Linked DNA regions of Mus musculus: region 1 is linked to region 2. The links are chromatin contacts, called in public promoter capture Hi-C maps. All regions are on one chromosome and are shown on one strand. Each heading gives the region's core, a stretch centred on a gene start, on an enhancer-like site or on the middle of the called end of the contact. The rest is flanking DNA. Distances are from core to core; before and after follow the strand shown.

Region 1 (3,271 bases), core at 102-2,601, 450 kb before region 2:
GCAGCAGCAACAATAACAAAAACATATTCTGAAGTAGTGTACCAGCCATGAACAGTACACTCAGCCCCCTGTGAGAACCGACCCACAGCCAACGACGGTGCTTAATGCTGGTGTCCGAGGTCTCCAAGAGGAGCAGAGACTTATGATGCGTGCACTCTGGCTGTCTCTGTTTACTTTCTACATCTTACTTGCCAAGACCTTGGCAAGTAGAAATCACTCAGCAATTCTTCCTCTCTGCCTTGAACTCTGCTCCTACAGAAGGAGGTTCCCATCACATTTATTTATTTATTTATTTTGCTCATGAACACAAGCCTGACTTAACTGTTTCTGGAGATGTTATAAGTTAAAGCCTCAACCTTCAATTTTTAACGGAAAGGCTTTGGTCTACTAGCAAATAGGCTTTCAGCACCAGAGAACAGCAGACTAGTAGAGAACAGCAGACTAGTAGAGAGGTTACCAGAAGCACAGGGTAGCCTTTCACTTGCTACTTGGGCGCCACATCATAAAGAGTCTCTTCTTTTAACCATCATTTATAAAGGCCGTATTAATCCTTAAGAACTCAGTGTTTTTATGTTCTCTTTGCTTCCCAAATCACTTCAAAGTCAAGAACAATTACGTTCCCATAAGTTGCCCCAATTAAAACTTACACGTGAATTTTATGTGAAGGGAAAGCCATGCTTCAGTTGACAGCATAAATGTCATCAATATGAAAATCCTACCTAGGAACAATTATGGCCACAAAAAAAAAGTAAAACAATCACTCTCTCTCCCACTATCATCTGTCAGTATAAACTATGCTATACAAATCAAGTAGCCACTGGGTAAAATACTACATGACCCAAAACAGAAGCAAGGGATCTCTCAGTGATCTATCACAAGTTGTTTCTCAGAAGAAAGAAAAGCCATTTTCATAAATAAGAAACCTCCCCATTTTAAAAAAAAATCAATCTTTTTTTTTCAGTCCCTAGCACTATTTTAAGAACAAACCGTTCCTGACCTGAGAAAGTACTGACACATTCGAATGGAGCCTGCGTGTGGATTGAGAACCCTAGAACACACGTATCATTTGAATGCTATATTTAGTTAGAAATAAATCCATCAACTGGGATGGGATGCATGTGGAAAGTGGGCCTCCCCAGCAAGGCTGCTGTTAACTCCAGTCCCAGGCGATGAGAAAGCAAGCCTAGCGGGGGGGGGGGGGGGGGTAGCCAGGGGAGTGCACAGGAGGGACATGAGCATGTTTTAACGGCTGTGATAATTTGCCATGAAAGGATGCTAAGGCCATAGCTCCTTGCTGCAGCATGCCATGCGCTCCTGAATTAAATTACTGCCATGCAGTCTGCTAGCGAAGGAATGTGTAAACAGGCCATATAGCCTTGCATCAGTCCCAGACTCTTGCACAACGCAAAATGCCTCTCGATGTGTCATTTCCTTCTTGGCCACCTTCCCAGCTCCTGACAGTCAGTCAACAACAGAAAGAAAAGTACTGAAAGAGATTTAAAACTGCTCTTCTAGAGAGCACATTCCACCAAATTCTACCAGACACCAGGGCCAACCTCCACCAGCACTGTTTCCTTAAAGAGAGGGGGTGAGTACGGGAAGGGATCTTCCTGCTGTTACTAGAATTTTAAAATAATATTTTATATAGTAGGGGGCCAAATGACTGGCATCTATACCAATCAAGCTGCTCTTTATAGATGCAAGTTTGCAAATATCAAAATATGGAACTTGCCTGTAATTTCCTTTGCTTGGGGACCTTGGAAAACAGTGAGCAAGCCAGGTGAAAATCTAGTAGTCAAATGCTTAGGGCTGAGGAGACGGTCTGATTAGTAAAGGCCTGCTACACAAACCTGAGGCCTGAGTGCAGAGTTCCTCACACCCGCATTAAAGGCTGAGCACAGCAGTGCAGGCCTGAGGTGCCAGGGCTGAGGTGGAAGACCCGTGAAGATCCTAGGGACTCATCTGCAGACTCAGTGAGAGACCTGGCCTCAGAAACGACATTAACCTTTGACCTTCACACAACGCTCACAAATGTGCATGTAGACCCCACACACTTGTGCTATATGCACACACGCACACACATTCATATGTAAGCATGTACACCCACCACCACACAGTTACCTACACATGTGCATGCAGACACACACACACAGACACACACACATACACACTTACATGTGTACATGCACCCCACACACATGTGTGTACATGAATATGTACACACAGACACAGAGAAAGAGAGACAGACAGACAGATAGACTGACAGGCAGGCAGGCAGAGACATAGAGGGAGAACTTAAGGGCTTTTTATTCATGTTTCTCAGGGAAAACTAGACTTCAGGCTACTGGCATCAGTACAGGGCCCAGGAAATGCCTTCATAGACAGCAGGGATGTAGAGATAGGAAGCTCTCCCAGAAACAGCACATAATCTTAAAGTGTTTCTACACTTCATCCATGTGACACAGCTTACCTGTCCCCGCCCACCTCTGTTCACGAGTGACCAGTCTCTAAATACTCATCCACCATTCCTAAGCAAGCAAAAGTCACGGCCAGCCATCAGAAAAAGCTCAAGAAGGATACAAAGTAATGGCAGAGAAGAAGGGTGAGCCATCCCAGATGTTATCTGGAATGAGGAAGAGAAAGCCTTAACCCTCCAGTCCTCTCCAGCACTTCATAGGCCTGGGGGACAGCCCAGAACCCAATAGAGCTACACAAAGAGCAAGGAGACACTGCTTTGACCCCTGCCTTCAGTGTAGTAAGGTAAAACTTCTGCCAGCAGACATGTCTCAGGAATATGGAGGAAGGGCTGGAGGGAAAATTCAGCAGCTAAGAGCACTCACTGGTCTTGCAGAGGACCATGTTGGGGTTCTCAGGCACCCCCACTGGGAAGCTCACAATGACCTGTGACTCCAGCCCCAAAAGCTCCAAAGTCCTTTTCTGGCCTCTGCAAATGCCCACACCCATAGGCTCAGGCCCATACACAGACATGCGCACACACATAAATAAAAATAAATCTTGAAGGAACAACAACAACAACAAAAAAAGAATACAGAGGAATAAAGCCTCTTTAGAGAACAAAATTTGTTGATGCAATTGGGGACCATTGGAAATCTGTAAAACAGGAGGAAGAAGCAGTTTGTCTTCAGGACCCAGGTCACAAGCTACACAAACCACCATACTAAGGCTTCCTTCAAACACAGTGACTTCCCAGACACTGAAGAGAAGAGACGAGCAGAGAGAGGTGGTGCTACCTCCCCGTGCCCTGCACCTG
Region 2 (3,111 bases), core at 541-3,040:
TAATACCTCTTGTCCTGGTCCCATTATTCCTCTACTTAAAACTCACATCAGCACCCAAAGATGACTTAGAGATTATTGGATTCCCTTTCTTTATTCTTCCTCCAAATGAGTTGATTATTATATGTGTTAACAGTGTGTTTCATTGTTAGTGTGGCGTTGGGACAGATGGTTAAGCCTAGTTTGTTAGACCTGCTAGCACTGAAGCTTTGGTTACATCTATTTGAAGGCACTTGTCAGGCAAGATATCAAAAACACAATCTGTATAATTGTTGAGTGTTTTGTAATAATTTATCCCTAAGCACTTAACAGTTTTGGAGGTTCAGTCTTAGCTGAGAGGTTGGCCCAAGGCCCACTGCAGAGTCATTAGGAAGTCAACTTGGGCTAATGTCATAAGAAGGCTTGACCAGGGGAGAGGATGGCTCGCTCCCCTCAGGCTGAGATGAACATCGTCAGACATGGTGATGTCCTTGGAGCATGTGATAAAGGGGACCTAACGTTATATTCTATCGAGGATTATTCTGGTTGCTATGTAAATAACAGGCTGCAGGAGAGACCAAGGAGACTGAAACTTGTAGGCACCAGATGATGGGAGGCTTAGACCAGAGAGAGAGCAGCAAAAGTCCAGAGAAATGCTGGGATTGTGACTATGCAATCGATATTTTGAAGACAACACCTGGTAAGATACGCTGATGAAGACAGTATTTATTTTCTCTCAGAAAAACCAAGAAAAGAAATCTAATCTGTATTTTATGAAACCAAAGATGCATGTATGGTCTATGGTGTGTATGGTGCATGGTACACGGATGTGTCTGTGTCCGTGTGCACGCGTGTAGAGACCAAAACTTGATGTCCTGTATCTTCCTCAGCCTTTCCCCTACCCCCTTATTTTTCGACCCAGGATTTTTCCACTGAGGTTAGGAATCTGGCAAGACCAGCTTGCCAACAGATTTTAGAATTTCTGGTACATGGCCCCATGCCTGGCTCTCTTCCCCGAGTGTTGGAACTACACACTCAGGTATCCACACTTGCAAGGCCTGCACTTGATTGCCTGAACCATATCACAGTCCCTTGATCCAAGTACTGTATTAACATGTTTTGTGGCATGTTGGGGAATTGAACCCAGGGAACTAGACCATGGAAGATAAGTGCTATACCACTGAGTTACAGTGCAGCCAGAAAACTTGGTTTTGACCTGAACAAATTGGAGAGAAAAATCACCATTGACCAAGATGGCCACCATCTGCAATGACTTAGGAACATATTATCAGTATTTTACGAGGGGGGAAAGTGAGATTTTTTTTTTTTTTTTTTTTTTTGGAATGCTTAAATAATTTGCTGGAGGTCTCCAGGATAGTAAGTGATGTGGCCTGACGGGTTTCTGACTACTGTGCTCTGTTTTCTGTTGAGCCAAGAATAGTACTAGATGGGATGCCTTGTCAACACCCTTTCCTCGAAGCTACTGGCAGATAGCTGGGTCGCTTCCAGATGGTTGGCTCAGTGGTAGGGGCAGGGCCTCTGAGGGTATACTCATCCCTACTCTACCAGATGGGCCCCCGGGTGCTCACTGCCTAGGCCACTGACACCCCCCTCCCCCGTAGGCCTCCAGCGAGGGTCTAGAGTCACGTGACACCGAGCAGTCCACGGAGAAGGTGGAAGTCAGGGAAACCTGTGCCCCACATGCCACCAGACTGGCCTGCTCTCCAGCTGGCAACTGTTAGCACCGCCACATGGGCCAGCAAACCGGCTACCGGCTTTGTTGTCTGCGATGCCAACAGCAGGAGTCTGAAGCATGAAGTCCGGGCCCCTGGGACAGCCATTGCTGTAGCTACCCACATCTGGACTGCCTAGGGCGACAGAGTTCAGCACTCCCCGGGTCTGGATTCCTTTAGAAGCCGGCTTGCTTCTAAAAGTTTTCTGCTTTTTCTCTGACTCCATCCCCACCCCCACCCCTTAAGCTACATTCCAGGTCCTGAGGAGAAAAATTTGAGTGACGCCCCAGGAGGGAGAGATTCTCTTCGGAAGCTGATATCTCTGTACTCCCTCTCTTTACAGTGCAGAGGGATGACACCATTTCCTTCTTTTTTCTTCTATTTTCTTCTCCTCTGCTGGAGGAAAGGATCTCGTGAGTGTCCCTACACCCCTGAAGCAGTGATTTGTTTTGCCTCACATTAGAGGAAAGCAATGTAAAGGTGAACCCAAGGAATACTGCAGCCATATTTACAGAGACTTTGGCTCACCGGAACCTGATGGTGAGGAGTGTTGGGGTTTCCTGTTAATCTCAGAAGGGCTCTTGGGTGTCAGTACTGGTTTCACTACTAATACAAAACTCGAAAGAGATTCAAAGGGAGATTCTAACCAACAACAAACAGGGCTGAGGCCCACATACTTAGAGACACTGAGACACAAAATTTCTGCAGGGCAAAGTCAAGCCTTACACAGAGTGGGGGGAGGCGGGCCAGCCAGGATGTTTTGACAAAACAAAGCTAGCATCCGTGATGATCTGATGAGACTCAGGTCCCATGATGGTCGGGAGAAGGAAGGAATTGCTACCAGCTTGAAACTCTTTGCCAGTGCGTGAGTACGTGCGTGCGTGCGTGCGTGCGTGCGTGCGTGCGTGCATGTTTGAATTGGGGTGTGCATTGCTATTCTGCACATGTGGAAGACGGGTGTCCTCCCCTCCCACCTTGTCTGAGACAGAGTGTCTCGCTTTTGCTGCAGTGCACACCAGGCTAGCGGGCCTTCGCGCTTCCTGGGAGTCTCTTGTCTCCGCCTCCTGTCTGCATAGGAGCCCTGAAGCTGCAGATGCAGTCTACCACACTCAGCTTTGCATGGGCTCTGGAGATTCAAACCCAGGTCCCCAAACTCACACGACAAGCCCCTTACCCACTGAGGCATCTCCTCAGCTCCCATCAGCTTTATATTTGAGAAGGCGTCTCACAATGGTGTGGAATCTCTAATTCTCGGCTAGCCATGCTGCCCAGTAGGTTCAGGCATCTGCCAGGCTTTGTCTTCCTAATGATGGGATTACTAGCTCATGCTACCATGTTTTATGGGCTCTTGGAGTTGAACTCAGGTTCTTGCACTTACAAGACAAGTGCTTTACTCATTAGA

Evidence for each region. Promoter capture Hi-C pulls out the DNA fragments that hold promoters and counts their contacts.
Region 1: a promoter capture Hi-C map of cranial neural crest shows a contact between it and region 2. The contact joins two enhancer-like sites. A contact is called at or near these places in 2 of 39 promoter capture datasets (the C10 cell line and cranial neural crest) and 1 of 9 other capture datasets (embryonic stem cells).

The regions. Positions count from the first base shown.
Region 1 is chr17:44,708,665-44,711,935 of GRCm38.p6, forward strand. The region is part of intron 3 of Runx2 (runt related transcription factor 2); the gene reads right to left. Among named protein-coding and RNA genes, the nearest start is that of Runx2, 26 kb to the right of the region's middle. Within about 2 kb of position 1,352, at least 161 of the 459 cell types and tissues checked have an H3K27ac peak or open chromatin away from gene starts, as enhancers often do.
Region 2 is chr17:45,156,776-45,159,886 of GRCm38.p6, forward strand. It overlaps Gm35097 (a long non-coding RNA gene), which reads left to right. Exons shown (of 3, transcript XR_385591.4): 2 at 2,053-2,249. Among named protein-coding and RNA genes, the nearest start is that of Gm35097, 11 kb to the left of the region's middle. Within about 2 kb of position 1,791, at least 21 of the 459 cell types and tissues checked have an H3K27ac peak or open chromatin away from gene starts, as enhancers often do.